Regions from separate parts of the Hordeum vulgare genome. Here regions 2 and 3 are each linked to region 1. Evidence: chromatin contacts called from public Hi-C data. All regions are on one chromosome and are shown on one strand. Each heading gives the region's core, a stretch centred on a gene start, on an enhancer-like site or on the middle of the called end of the contact. The rest is flanking DNA. Distances are from core to core; before and after follow the strand shown. Region 1 holds the start of LOC123442888 (transcription factor IIIB 60 kDa subunit-like). Region 2 has its middle 21 kb from the start of LOC123442889. Region 3 holds the start of LOC123442889 (protein indeterminate-domain 7-like).

Region 1 (4,952 bases), core at 803-3,302:
GCTGCTGCAACATGAGTTGTTCGACGGCCCCTTGTAAAATTATGGTCCACAGCTAGCTACACTTCAACAAAAAGAAATATCATTTTCATAATTTACCATACTATTTCAGAGAAGATAGTTACTGAGTGATAACAAAAATCCATACTGTATAAAATTTATGAGCCATATCAATGATAGTATCTCCACCACCAACATGTAAGCTGGTGACAATCTGCCAAATCTCGTCTCTCCCTACGGAAATAAATCACAGGCTTAATTCACGAAGTGGGAAGAACAATCAATAAAACAAAGGAGTGCCCTAAAAGCCATACCTTTCATTAAAGTCCTTTCGTGGGATAGTGAACTCCCACTCTCGATGCTGCTCAGTATGTTTCCAGCCAGCCTGCTCTGTACACATCCAAGAAAGTCAACCTGACAAACTACACAGATAAATTAAGGAAGTGAATAATGAGAAGCACAATAATAAGACCAACCGCTCCGGAACTGTCCTTGAAAAAAGTAGGCTCATCGGTGAAAATCTCCTGATCAATAACCTTTCCACACGTCCCACAACATCTGACCATCAAACATGACAAGACACATGAACAACCGCTGAAGCTGCTTAATAGAAATTTATTAAGCAAGAAAGTAACATGCTGATCAACAAAACAATGTACACAAACAATTATACGGCTTGATTTCACATGCAATGAGAATAACAAAGAAAGAATAGGAAAGGGGGTCTCACATATATCCTTTGTCGGGATCCTTTATGAATGGGCAATAATCAGCACAGTGAGAACAGTAAACCATTGGTGAACAGAAGTAGTAGACCTAGGAGAATGATCCAACTCCAATTAGCCTTCAAATAAGAGGATTGCAAGGAATGTGATCTTCAACCTTCAAAAGTAAAAAGAGCAATCTATTCAGATTGTGAAGTAAATACAAGTAAAGGAATAGCAGACTTCGATTTGGATTATTTTTCTACCCAGTTCCAATCTAACAACGCATTTTATAGTTGGAGCATTACAACTAGCATGTGAGAGGTGACCTGCTTCCTAACCGTGTGTGCACTTACTCTGGAGGTCAAACACGGGGGCAGGACAGGCTGCATTCAGTCCAATAAAATATCAAAACATTCAAGCACTACTTTTGATTTCTAGGATTAAATATTCAGTGCACGGGAAGACTAAAATTCAACACGTTGAATTTTAACTTCCAATTCAAAATCGATCATGAAGTTACAACAATGAAACTAAACTAAGCTTTCAACTCAGAAAAAAAAGTGTTGAGATCTTTGAAAGCACATAGTTAGCCGCTGGCAACAGCGTCCTGACCAATGCTCCGCGTGAATTCCCAAGCCCCAACGCAGTAGTATAGCAGCATTTCTTACGACAGCGTCGAGCAGCTTTCTTGGCTTGTCCCCCACAAGTCGTGGTGGCTCAGGAGCAATGTCCCCAGAGCAAGAGCAGACTCGTTAACTCAAAATGTGGATGCATCAGCAGAATTAGAGGACACATCTATGGTTGACAGCATGATGCAAGGCATTTGAATTCAATAATGTAGTGCTAGTTGCATTCTAAGACATACCACTAAATTTTAACCCTCTCTAATTCCAAGATCGGTAGGCCCAGTCCAGTTAGCGAAAAGCAAAAGAACCAACCAAACTGTATTTTTTACACACAACCCCATCCAATCTTAGAGTGGCCAAGAAGTAAGAATGAGAGAAGCCTTACACGCCTCGGTGTGGAAGCTGCGTGGCGGCGCAGCGGGTAAAGGGCGGCGTCAGGGGCCTGGGCGGCGGCGCTGCTTCAGTGGAGGGGGGGCGTCTAGGGTTGGGATCGGCGGCGGCACAACTCCAGGGAAGTGGGGCGTCGGGGACGAGAGGTTAGGCAGAGGTGGGAGGCGGGAGGCGGAGAGGAGGGCCGGGCGGCAGCACGGAGGTGTGGGGAGAGGAAGAAGCGGCCGCCTGGCCGGGGAAAGGGAGGGGGGCACGGAGTGGTAGAACGGCGAGGGCCGAGGGTTCATCGAGGTTTCTACCAGAGCTCAGCTTTGGTTTCGGGAAATCCTATGTGGCGAACGTTCGCTGGGGGTGGGATCCCAGGGAACGCCACCAGAGCCGTTAGATCCAGATCAGACGGTGGTAGTTTTACAAAAGGAATGTACCCGTAATATAAACGAACTACCAAGACAGTTTTGCAAAATTCCACCCTCAGCCACACAAAATGCCTCCCCCAGCGTTCACAAATGCCATCATTGTCGGCGGCCGATCAGCTGGTGGTCCTTGGTTTTTGCTTTTTTGAATCATCTTTCGCTAGAAAAAGACTCGTGCGTTGCAACGGAAAAAATAATGTAATATATTTATGTAGTCTAATAAGCATGATTCAAGACCATTCATAGGTCCACGTCCTCTATTTCAACACAGCGACATGTCAGCGTTGTCGCTTATGCTCCTTCCATTCGTGTCTGGCGAGATCATGAATATTGCACAAAGATCCTCTGTCCTTGGTTAATATAGTAGAAAGACCATGAGGGTTGCACAAAGATCTTCTATCGTAAGTTAATATACTAGGAAAAAATGAGAAGTTCGTACAATACAAACACTTCAAATCCAACTCCTTGTTCGATGGTGTAAAAAAGACAAAAACTGGCCCCTCTTGAAAACTTAAGCATAACATGAACCCAGTTTATTTCAAAAAATGGTCCATTTCACGATGCCCAAGCCTGAATCGCCATGTCATGCAGCACATTGCCCTCGTCAACGGCATCATGCGTCAGAGTTGACCGTACTACGTCAGATCGGACTACGATGTATGATGCTCCGGTCTAGGGCGCCATGCTTAGTAGGACGAGGCCTTGCTTAGGCCATCTCTAACGGCGATCCGCAAATTCCTTGTGGCATACGTTCGTGGACACGGGACAGTCTACACGCACTAGTGTCGGAGGCCGGAGGCCGGCATCCAATGATGTATGCATACATTGAACAACAATTTGAATTAACTAAATAAAATTTGTGCAAACTTTTATACGAAGTTCAGATATAATTTACATATACAAATGATTTTTCGACCATTTTACTAAAAACTATTAAACAAACTAAAACGTTGGCATGACCACCTCGTATGCGTGACCGTCATGTCTTGTTGCACTAATGTCGTCGTACGTGTTGTCGTCATCATCGTCCCTCCACTGGCAGACGGATGTCGGAGAGACGCGATAATCGACGGTTGCATGTCGCTCGGATGAGCCGCTCCGCCTCCTGTTGCGTGATACGAAGGGACTGGCGACTACTGACTATGCCGACAGAGTCCTGGTGATGGTCTTGCCTTACCGGCGTTGGGGAGCAATCACTGAGTGACCACTACTCGCCGATCTTCGCGAGCTCGCCGTCAAGGTGGAGGTGTCGCCTCGCGACTGTCTCCGTGGGGGCGACTGAGCGACCGAGCACCCACGCGACAGTGAGGTCAAGGTTGTTGCGGACCCACTCCGTCCACGTGTGTCTTGGCAAACGCAGAGTGGCGACCGGCATTGGGCCGGTCATACCTTGCTTGTTGCCTCGCTGCACGTTCCGCCTTGGATACTACGACTCGTGAGACGGAGGCACCGTCGTAATTGCTTCCACCGAAGTAGTGGAGGATGAGGCCACACACCTTCGCAGTTGCGGGGGCAGCTCCTCCTTTACCAGGCGCCGATGGCGTCGTGGTGGCAACGAGGGTCTGTCGATCCACATGTAGCGGTTGTGCGGCGGGGGGATGCTCGCTCGTCCTTCATGCGACGGAGGCGCTCGGGTGCGTCGTCTCCTCTTTCACGTGGTTGTCGATGTGGAGGACAAGGTTGCGAAGAACATCGACTCGTGAGTCGCTTGAGATGAGACGCCTTCATTGACTTTGGAAAGCCATTCCCAAATCCGCTTTATAGTGGACAAAACACTCACACGGTCATATTGTCCTTTGATTAGATGACCAGAAATGATGTTCTTGGCGGTTGAGTCCAGTTGAGCAAACCTCTTCATATCAGCAACAGTTACACCTTCGCTCACTTTGGGAACACCAGCCATGACGACATACGAGAGGTAATTGTCAATGGCTTCGAGATGCATGCGCTTCTTGTTTTTCTAGTAGGGGTAGTTTGTGCCATCAAAGACAAGGCACGCAACGGAGACCCTGATCATCCCTGTAGTCGGCATAACTAAAAATCTATGTGGTTAAACCAAATCACACAAAACAAGGAAGCATCTTGCTCTCATACCAATTGGAAGTGCTAGTTATAGACTAGAGGGGGTTAATATGTGATTTTTATAAAAAGCTTCAAAATAGTAAATGTCTTTGAAGTGAGCGGAAGCGACTTAGGATCAGTCAGATGAAGACATTCAGGCAAGCATGCATAGTCATCACGGAAACAGTGATGTATCGAAGATAAAACTTAAGTATTATGAAGGCAAATAGTAATGAGATGAATGTCTTTGGTGAATGTCTTCGCACAAGAACAAGCAAGCAATGACAGCTTGACGAAGACACGTGATTTGTTGTACCTGTTCCAGTTGTTGTGACAACTATGCGTTTGGTTGGAAAGGCTGAGATTTAACTGTGAAGACCTCGTCTTCACCTTATTCCCCTTGAGTCAAGGTCACTTAGACCTCTCCCAATCACTCTGGTAAGTCTTCAAGATAGACTCCTGAAACCTTCACAAACTTGATCACCCAACAATCCACAATGACTCTTGGATGTTTTAGACCATGACGCATGACCATTTGGAAGATCGAAATTTTCAAGTGTAATAAGTATTCGGTTCTCTCAAAACAGAATGACTTCGGTGATGCTCAAACACTCTCGCTCTAGGTGTTTGGGTTTATCCTTGCGGGATAGCTCTCTCTCAATGTCTTCGAGGTGGGTTGCTCCAAAATGAAAAATGTTGTATAATAACTCTGAGCAGCCACCAACTTATGATGGAGGGGGTGGGATATTTATAGCCAA
Region 2 (4,952 bases), core at 941-3,440, 380 kb after region 1:
TCATACGATCAAATGCTATGGTTATGGTTTGGGTATTGTCCATCACATCATTCTCCTAATGATGTGATTCCGTTATCCAATGACAACTCATGTCTATGGCTAGGAAACCTTAACTATCTTTGATCAACGAGCTAGTCCAGTGGAGGCTTAATAGGGACACTATGTTGTCTATGTATCCACACATGTATTTGAGTTTCCAATCAATACAAGTATAAGATGGATAATAGATGATTATCATGAACAATTAAATATGATAATAACCACTTTATTATTGCCTCTAGGGCATATTCCCATCAGCTGTCTTCGGAGTCGTTGAGGCCCTCGGGGTTATCCTCATCCTCGTGCCCCTCCGAATCATCAGGTTGTTGTTCGGGGGCACGGAGGTCGCCGAGGTCCTCCCGATTGTCCGGGGTATCATTTTCTCCGGTGCCCGTGTTACTTCCTCTACCCTTGCACCCATTGGATCGTTTATGTTGACATCGACTCTTGGGCGGCTCCTCGTTGAGTTTGTTGCTATTCTCTTTAGGGGTGTCGTCGCCGCCCTTCCCCGTGGTGTTGTAGCCCTTATCGCTAGGGGTGTCTGCCGTATAGACATCGTAGGTGTAGGCGGCGGTCCACCATCTAGTGGTGGGAGGGGAATTGGAGTCGACATCTTCGTCGAGGTCCTCGGCCTCCTCACAGGCGTAATCCAGTATATCGGTTAAATCTTCGATAGTGGCTACCAAATGGGTGGTTGGTGCGACGTAAAGTCCCCATGGCCCGCCTCAAGATCGATCCGAGCATAGGTCGAGGACGAGCCATCAATAATATTCATTGTCCGGATCCGGGCCAGCGTCTCGTTCAATAGCGAGAGGCCAGCCGGACTGGTCTTATGAATTCTTGGGGAGTTGACCTCCGGTGCGTCGGCACAGGGAGCATGCTCGGCCAAGGTTGAACCCTGGTCTTCGGACGCTTTAATCGAATCCGAGCTCAAAGCCGGATCCAAGGTAATGCTCGACCAGGTGACGGGGTCGGGCGGGAGGCACAAAGTTAAAGCTTCGGGATTTCCACGCTCATCGTACAAGGCCCAGAGCCTCGTAAGGACCAGATCGCCTCGGGCATCGGCAACGTACTCTAGGTTGACGAACCTGATCTTCTGCTCTGGTGCAAAGCCGACGATCTAAACGAAGTGGTCGGCCGCATCGGCATGTAGAACTATGTTGCCGAACGCGAAGAGCTGGTCGGGGACGAAGATGTCCCTGGTGTGGATGTTATCATTGATGACTAAGTGAGTCATCGATCCTTTGGCGACCCCACAACGGAACTCTCAATGAAAGCAGCAATGCGGGTGTCAAAGACCGGCGGATCTCGAATAGGGGGTCCGGAGCTCTGGACCTTGGATCATTGGGGAATAGGAAACCAAAAAAAAATATTTACCCAGGTTCGGGCCCTCTCGAAGAGATAAGACCACTCATCCTGCTTGATTATACTGATGTTTGTATGACAATTACAGAGTCGATCTATCACGAGATCAGATGAACTAAACCCTAGATGATGATTCTGTCCTCTACGAACTAAAACCCTCTGGTTTATATAGACACGAGGGATATCTAGGATTACATATGATCGGTTACCATCAGGAAATAAATATGTCGATTATATCATCTTGACTTGAAACACACGTCAAGGCTTCGAAGGTTTCCTTCCTAAACGCAACGTCATCTTATAGTTGGGGCCTTTGATGATAGTGAGGGAGCGGTCCACCAGCCCCGTCCATAGAGATAGACCGACGGTAGGAAGACTCGACTTCCTCATTCATCGATTTAGTGATGTACGTGTGTACCCTTGCCGTGAGATGAAAGGCGAGGCGTTTCAGATTTTTGCATGTCACGGCTCAGGGATCTCACTCTCAGGTCAGATCACCCGGCCGAACGCAGGCATAAGAAAATATATCACTGTTACGGTGCGTCAGATACATTAGGTCACATAAGCGAAATTTCAACCTGTAAACGCCGAGCCCTTAATTATCTCAGGAAGCTTAATTTTGGGCGCAAGGAAATACTGGGATATCATAGCGGTAGGGGCCGGCCGGTCTCGTGCAAATGATCTGCTTATTTCAAAACATGGTGGTTCGGTGTAGGTACAGTGGATGGAACGAGTGATAACGACTCATGGTATGGTCATGGTCTCATGGGCCCTGTGTTTGGTTCGGTATCCAATGCTGGTTTATGTATGTCACTACCACATCCACATCCACATCCACATGGTTTTTACGAGTTAGTGGCCCCTGAAATAAATGTTATTGTTGTGGCAGCAAGTGTCTTGTTTGCATACCAAATATGTATATACTACTCCTCATATGGTTGGAGACTCGGTGACGATCAGTACGTGGATTAACTATAACTCGGCGCACATATAATATCAACTCCCTCTCGGAGACGTTTGCAGGGTGTCATGCATGATGAACATCTGGCGTCCTGTAGCGGATGGACGGACGGACCATGTTGATGTTGGGCGTTGGCTCGCTCCGGCGAAACCGACGTCGTTATCATCTTCTTGTGTGTTTCGGCATTCCTGTCATGTAGCCCGTGGCATTCTCGACCGGGCAGTTAGCATATTCTACTGTTGTACTCCCACTACCGCCATTCACATTTCATAACGTACACTGCCATCCAACTTGTCGGCGATGCAGACGGTCGGGGGCTATGCACGTCAAAACATAACTACTAGTTCGCTTTGAGAACAGTGTTCGAGAGAGACTTGGTTAAATCTCAGCGATCAAACCGAGCGAGTAGTGATGCTCGGCAGTAGGCAGCTGCATCGGGCGGTCTGGTCGCCGTGCAGAAGAGAGCAAGTACGGGCCGCCAAGGATCAGAGTCCAAAGAATGTCCGACCGGGCGATCGGATGCATGCTCCACGACAAGGACTTGGGGGCGCGCGCTTCGGGGCTTGGGGGCGGCAGCGGCACGAGATGAATAGCGGTTTTGTGCTTGGTGGTCGCGAGCCGCCATGATATCACTTGTCACCTCGCTCCCCTGCGGTTTGTGGCTGTGGTCAAATTGCTCTAGAAATAGTGGGTCGTGTACGGGCGGAGTCTGCCTTTTGAGAAATTCGTTCGACATTCGTTGAACATTTGAGCAATTTTATACTCCCTCCATTCCAAAATTATTGTCTTAACTTTGTTTAGAAATGGATGTATCTAAATACTAAAACTTGACTAGATACATTCATATCTAAACAAATCTAAGACACAAAATTTAAAACGGAGGGAGTATTAAATTTAATACTGTAAACGATAGATAAAACACGATAATCATAGTATTAAAAAATTGATGACGACATGCCCTCTGCAGGGCCGGTCCTGAGTTTTTGAGGGTCGAGGACAAAACTTAAACTCGGGACCTGAAAATATGATCATCAAATTAATACGAATTTAGCGTTGTGCAAGTATTAAGGTTTTCGCTCGTATATCATACTGCAAACAAAAAAATGCAATAAGGATCATTGGTGTTTCATATTAAAGAAATTGCATGGCCACTCCCTTTGATCCATAAGTTCACAACATTAACATTTGTCTTACTTTATTGTGGGTTGAATTAACAATCCAAAAAAATTAACCACTAAGCATGCCTTAAGATTTACTTCCTCGTCCAAAAATAAATGACTCAATTTTACAATAACTTTGTATTATGTGTCACTTAGTTTGTGAGAGAGGAAGTATTATATAGCGTGTTGGGATATGTTTTTTGCATTTTGTTGATTACCTTACCGGAGAATCAAAGTAATTTCAGGTTGCAAGAACATGAACACAGTGTCGTATATCAAACAATTTAATTCGAAAGAAATATAATAGTAAAAATATACCAATCTTTGCTTGTAGAGAATTTAAGTATTTTGCATGATGTCTATTTACCTCGATGCGACAGATTTAGAGCTGGTCCCCATATATATCTAGCCTTGAAGCCGTACACGGTCTTCTCGGACCTGTTCGGCCGCAATGGACGAGCTCTCATAGCGACCATCATTGTCAGTCGTGCAACACCCATGAAGACCTGCTTCTTGCCGACGTAGTCTATGGCCTCAACCAGGTCGTCAAAGACCTACAAAATGGTTAACGGTCTGTTTTGTAGCGGGAGGAAGCCTTGCCGCTGATGTCCCCGCGTATCTCTCATGAGCGGCAATAAGAAGGAGCATATGTTTGGTGACATATGAGCCGACGATCTCGGGTGTGCCCGATATGTGATGCGGCTGATGGAAAATCGAGAATACGGCAGCATGCACAGGAGGTCGTGTAATCACGTGTGGAGTTTGCGTTGCGGCTTACGATCTGCGCGGGACTTCCATCTAGATCGTGGAATCAACAACAATCAGTTACTAGATTACTACTACTTTGGGCCTGTCTAATACAGAGTCCGGAGTTAATTTGAGCCCCTTAGTCCCGGGGCCCCGGGGAAGCCTCCCCTGCTGCCCCCCTCTGGGCCGGGCCTAACCCTCTTAATAGTATTACTTTACTCAATTGAGAAATTTCACAATGAGTCTCTTGCTTCGGAGTTAGGGACTCTTGTTTTTTGAGCCAAGAACCGTAGAACAATAGTTATTGTTCGACGATATTTTTATATGTTACACGATGTATTGTTGAGTAAATAGGCAATTTCTCGATTATACTAATCCATGAGTAAATCATTAGCATGGCATTGACAAGAACATAAACATGCTGATATTTGACCAAGCAAGCACATAATACGCTAACAACAGATTTATCTACGTATAATGCTAGTAGTGCTACAACGGAAATAAACATGAGCCGGGTAAACATGTTATACCCTTCAATTGGCCAATTGGTCGTAGGAGCAACAGTGATGGCGGCATCATCCTTAGCCGCCTTCTTACCGGCTTCGATCTTCTCGGCAGCGAGACGATCAACGTCGGTTGGTGGAGACATGGCGATGACGAAGGCGATGCGAACGTAGAGG
Region 3 (4,952 bases), core at 817-3,316, 360 kb after region 1:
CCATCTGGCCTTGGCATGACGGCCGGCTCAGCGTTGCACCCATCTGCGCCGCCTTCTGGAGCAGCGCGGTGGCCGACATGTGCGACGAGGCCGTCGCCCCGGCCGCAGACGACGACGGAAATGACGCGAAGCTCATGCCCACAGGCTGCGTGCTGCTCTCCGGCGTGGAGCTCGCATTGAACTCCTGTTCCATCCTGGTCGTCCCGAACATGGTCTGGGCGCCCTCGCCGGCCATCTCCAGCTGCTGCTGCTCCGATAGCCACGGCTGCGCGAACTGTTGTTGCTGCTGCTGCTGCTGCTCCCGCTCCCTCTTGAGGCACAGTTCTTGGATCAGCCCGTGGCCGCCACCGAGCGAGCTCGACGGGTCCATCACGGACGGCATCTGATACCCCGCGCTTCCGCCGCCGTGCGAGTAGAGCATCCCCGGATGCTGCTGCTCCTCCACGGCCACCGCCACCGCCCTGGCGCTCTCCTCCGCCAGCGCGTCGCAGAACGCCCTGTGGGTGATGAAGCTGTCCCGCCTGCAAATGCCAAATAATCATCGCATTCGCATGCACGCACACATTGTCAGCATGTCATGCATGGCCATAGGCATAGCAGTGGCCTACCATCTGGCATGCGCGGGCAAGACGGAGAAGAAGATGGAGGAGGAGGAGGAGGAGGAGGAGGAGGGACAGTGGGAGACGTGCCTTGAGAAGAGCGTGCCGCAGTCGCATCGGTACTCGCGGGTGCCGCAGACCTTGGAGTGGGCCTTCCAGTCGGACTGCACGGCGTAGCGCTTGGCGCACTTGTCGCACTTCCACTTCTTCTCGCCGTGCTTGCGGCTGAAGTGCTTCTTGATGCCGGTGAGGTCGCCGAGCGCGCGGGAGCGGTCGTGGTGGACGCAACCCGGCTCCGGGCACACGTACACCTTCTTGCGCACCACCTCGTTGGGGTTCCGCTGCTTGAGCTTCCATGGGAGGTTGTGGCCTCGCCGGTGCAGCTGCAGGTTCTGGTCCCGCTGGAACCCCTTGCCGCAGATTTCGCACACGTACCGGTTCGTCGCCATGAGCGCCCGCGGCGACAGCGCGATCACCTCCGCGTCAGGGTCTGTACCGGCCGCAAAACGAATTGATCGACCGACCGGTGAATCCTTTGGATCAAGAACCAAAGAACCAAGAAGGCAAGAACAACATATATTCCTAGTTGGATAAGTCGACCAGAAGGAGAATTCACCTGGATTCCCCGGGAGGCTGCGCTTCTTCTTGGAAGGAGGCGGGAGGGGGTGGGAGGAGACGCTGGTCTGGTCGCCGGAGGCGGAGGTCAGGTTCGACATGTTCTCGTCCGCGGCGGCAGCGGCCAGGGCCAGCTGCTGCTGCTGCTGCTGCTGCTGAATTGCCGCAAAATCCTTGAGCATCATCTCGATCTTCTCTCCCCTCCCCTCGACCGATCAACCAACCAACCAGCTAGCTACTGCCGAATTCCCGATCAGCTGGACACACACACACGCGCACGGATCAGATCTCGCGGGCGGGCGATCCGATCATGTGCGGCCTGGCCTGACGGCAGCCGCTGCATGCGGTGGTGGTACTTGAAGATTTGCAGCAGTTGCACTACCCACGCCCAGCTGCGGTGGGGACGCCCCTCTCCCTGAATCCCGAGGCCGGAGACTGGTACCAGTGGCAGTAGCAGTACAGCAACTTGCTAGGCTCGCTGATGTGGAACCATGGAGGCGGCTATTGTGATCAAGAACCGAGGCAGCCGATCGACTGAGCTGAGCTGAGCTATCGGAGCAAACGGCCGACGAGCTACGCTGGGCTGCGCTGCGCGGGGAGCTGGTAGAGTGGGGCTGAAGGAAGAAGCTAATAAGCTATGCAGCCAGGTAGGAGGAGTCAGCCACGCCAAGACTAGGGTTGATTGCTAGGTAGGGGGGGAGAGAGAGAGAGAGAGAGAGGAGAGATGCGGATGGATGAGGGAGGCAGGCGCAAGTGTGCGGCCATCCACCCGTTCCATGCCCGCAATCACACTGTACTCCTACACTACTCTTTCTCTAAAAACAGGAGCCGGCCCACACGGGGCGCCGGGGCCGCTGTCTTTTCCCTTGGCCTCTCTCAGTCTCTCTCTCTCTCTCGTGTGACTTCTGATGCGCCGGACTCGAGAAATCCCCTACGCCGTACCTCCTGTCGCTGCTCGGCTAACCCCATTCCCATTCCGCGCCCTGTGCAGGGGATTATTACTAATAATGAATGGCGATCTTGCTCCATGCCAATGCCTGCCATGGTGGGTTCTGCGGTGCCGTGCTGTGGTGGCGGCAAACAGTGCTACAGGCCTGGAATTGTGGATCTTGAATCCTTGTGCGACCCCTTTTTTTTTTCTCCAACGAGCGTGTGCGTGGACGCGGCTCTGTTTTGCACCGAAAATTATTTAGAAAAAGTGTTCTCGTTCTTATCCTTGTGCGAGACCAGCTACTTAATTTAGGAACCTCTAAAAAGACTTATATTTAGGAACGGAGGGAGTACATAGTTCCATATATATAGTTGAAATTGGTTCCTACATGGTTCAAAGTTGAAGGTGGCTTTCAAGATATGCTTCAATTCAATGAGGCTATTAATGCTCTTGTGGTAGTTGAAATTCTTCTCGGAGGTACAAATTTTACTTCGAGCAACATGCAAGAGGCCCCTCATTTAGAAAAGATAGGTTGTTGCTTTTGCTCGGAATCTTGGACTCTAAGTTTTTGCAACACTTATGCGTATGTCCTTTCGAGATCTATTTTTGATCATGTGTCATGCACCATTCAAAGTGGCACATATATTGGATTAGCATAGTGAGTTCAAAGAAGTGGTGAAGAACATTTGGGAACATGAGGTATTGGCTGGAGATAGTGCTATGAAAACCGCTTATAGTTTAAAAGATTAAGGAAAGTTCTAAATATGTTTTGTGTCTATATCAAAAGAGCATAATAATCATGATACTTTCTAGAATGCGTAACACTTTCAAAATCCTTCGAGGCATATGCAGTATGATACTACGATGAGTTTTCCTTGCACGAGAGTCATCACCCTGCATGGTTAGAGAAGCATTCACGGGTAGTTCATCAATGAGGTTTTTCAAAACCCATAATCCTTCTTTGGAGGCTTGTTTCTGCAATTGGTACCAACATAGCGAGCAAATACCTCTCCATTTTTTCTTGAACAATTTATAGTTCGAGTCAAATGGCAATCATTAGTACAAAAAGTAATGAGAAAAGAAAGATTGATAGGGGTTTCCTTTGCAAGAACACATTGGATCTTGAAATATTGCCCAGAGTTGAGTAGGTACCATGTGCATTTAAGTTTCTCTAAAAACCTACCCTTTCACTTCTAGGGTTCTTATAAAGAATTGACTTCTTAAGAACATCGCAAAGGGTTTGATGCTCTTTGAGACTTTTGAACATGTCTGTTTTAAGTAAGTTCTTCAATGTAGCATTTTCATTAGTAAGAGCAGTGGTTTCCTCGTGTGAGGGGTTAGTAACCACATTATTGGTACAAGCAATATTCTCACGTGTGTCTGATGTTCCAGCAGCAGAATCAACATTTCCTTGTTCTAAATATTTTAAACTATGTTGCAAGAAGATATTATCGTCATGAGCCACTACAGGTTCGAGTTTTAGTTTCCTTTTGAGACAATCATAGGTAAGTATGTGGAGATCAGCTGAGAGAGAATCATGTCTGTTAGAGCATATATCTCCATATATGGTTTTGGTAATTGATGACAATTCCTATGGACTAATGGTTGCCTTAAGTTATATTTATAGGATTTGTCCATAGACACTTCTTGAAGTCCATTTGTTGGGTTCAAGGAGTTTATATGATGACTAAGATGGTATTCAAGGTATTATCCAAAGAATGGTCATAGAGACACAAGGTTGATCAAGATCGTCGGACAAAGAGTAAATCAAGATGTTCAACACATAAAGCGTACAAGATGTACCGAGAGGGATCAAGTGATCCCATGGTATGGTAAGCATTGTCCATTACTTATTTGTGTACTAACCCATGGTCTTCGTGAGAGTTCTATGTGGGGTTAGGTGTGTTTCCATGGGCTTGCGTCAAGAGGAAGATCTCATACAACCCATGGAGGATGACGTCAAGTGGTGGAGGATGGTGGCAATGGACTTGTGAAGATATGCTAAAGAGCGGTTCATCCATAGTGTGTATGAGGGAGCAATCAGCTAGTCTTCATCAAGCCAACACAATCAAGAAAGGTGGTCCATCTTGAGGAAGCCAAGATCACCGTCATCTATCTCAAGAGGACGAGGTGCAAGGTATAGGTTTTCCCTTGATAGGTTTTCTATTTTAGGATAGATTGTCGTACTGTCAAGGGGGGCTCTCAAGTGAGTAGCTTGATCGTATCGTTCGTTGAGAGCTCAAACCATTTGCATCCTTGCATCATACTTCTTGGTTCTTGTTTGGTATTTATCTTTGTGAGTTTAAGATCTTATGGTCATCTTCATGACACGCTCGAGTTCATCGAAAACGGAGTCCATATGCATCTTCTATGATGTTTTCGATGTTGGGAGTTTTTACCGGTCTTATTCGAAGAAGGGTTCTCACCATTTTCTTATGGGTCTTTTCTAACTTACTTCTTATTGATATTTATATCAAGATTGTGTTATCTCATGTCGTTAGCTTTCCAACAAACTTGGTTTCGTTGAATTCGGAGTCCGTATGCGCAAGTTAGAGAAGTTTCAGTATCCAGCGGTAGTACCGCTCCTCGTGCCAGCGGTAGTACCGCTCCTGCAGCGTTAGTACCGCCCCCGGAGAGGTAGTACCGCCCCCGGAGCGGTAGTAATTTTTTACTATCGCTCCGTCGGACTGTTTTTTAGCATCCTCGGCATGGTTGCTGAACCTACCGAGCGGTAGTACCGCTCTGCGCGGGCTGTGAGGCTTAACGGTTGGATTTTCCCCACCTATAAAAGGGGGTCTTCTTCCCCC

The links. Hi-C and Micro-C count contacts between places; a contact is called where the count stands out from the background.
Region 2: a contact with region 1 is called in a Hi-C map of leaf, with 3 times the contacts expected there. The contact joins the enhancer-like site here to the promoter of LOC123442888 in region 1. A contact is called at or near these places in 1 of 6 Hi-C or Micro-C datasets (leaf) and 1 of 1 datasets of contacts at active chromatin or transcription factors (embryo).
Region 3: a Hi-C map of seedling shows a contact between it and region 1, with 2.0 times the contacts expected there. The contact joins the promoter of LOC123442889 here to the promoter of LOC123442888 in region 1. A contact is called at or near these places in 2 of 6 Hi-C or Micro-C datasets (leaf and seedling) and 1 of 1 datasets of contacts at active chromatin or transcription factors (embryo).

The regions. Positions count from the first base shown.
Region 1 is chr3H:42,101,009-42,105,960 of MorexV3_pseudomolecules_assembly, forward strand. It overlaps LOC123442888 (transcription factor IIIB 60 kDa subunit-like), which reads right to left and starts at 2,053. Exons shown (of 20, transcript XM_045119064.1): 1 at 1,716-2,053; 2 at 728-879; 3 at 474-555; 4 at 312-387; 5 at 146-231; 6 at 1-56. The coding sequence starts at 792.
Region 2 is chr3H:42,477,296-42,482,247 of MorexV3_pseudomolecules_assembly, forward strand. No RefSeq gene overlaps it. Among protein-coding and RNA genes, the nearest start is that of LOC123442889, 21 kb to the left of the region's middle. Within about 2 kb of position 2,191, at least 3 of the 3 cell types and tissues checked have open chromatin away from gene starts, as enhancers often do. A contact at or near this core is called in leaf, where this site is marked.
Region 3 is chr3H:42,456,231-42,461,182 of MorexV3_pseudomolecules_assembly, forward strand. LOC123442889 (protein indeterminate-domain 7-like) reads right to left here and starts at 2,067. Exons shown (of 3, transcript XM_045119066.1): 1 at 1,216-2,067; 2 at 690-1,089; 3 at 1-521. The coding sequence starts at 1,399.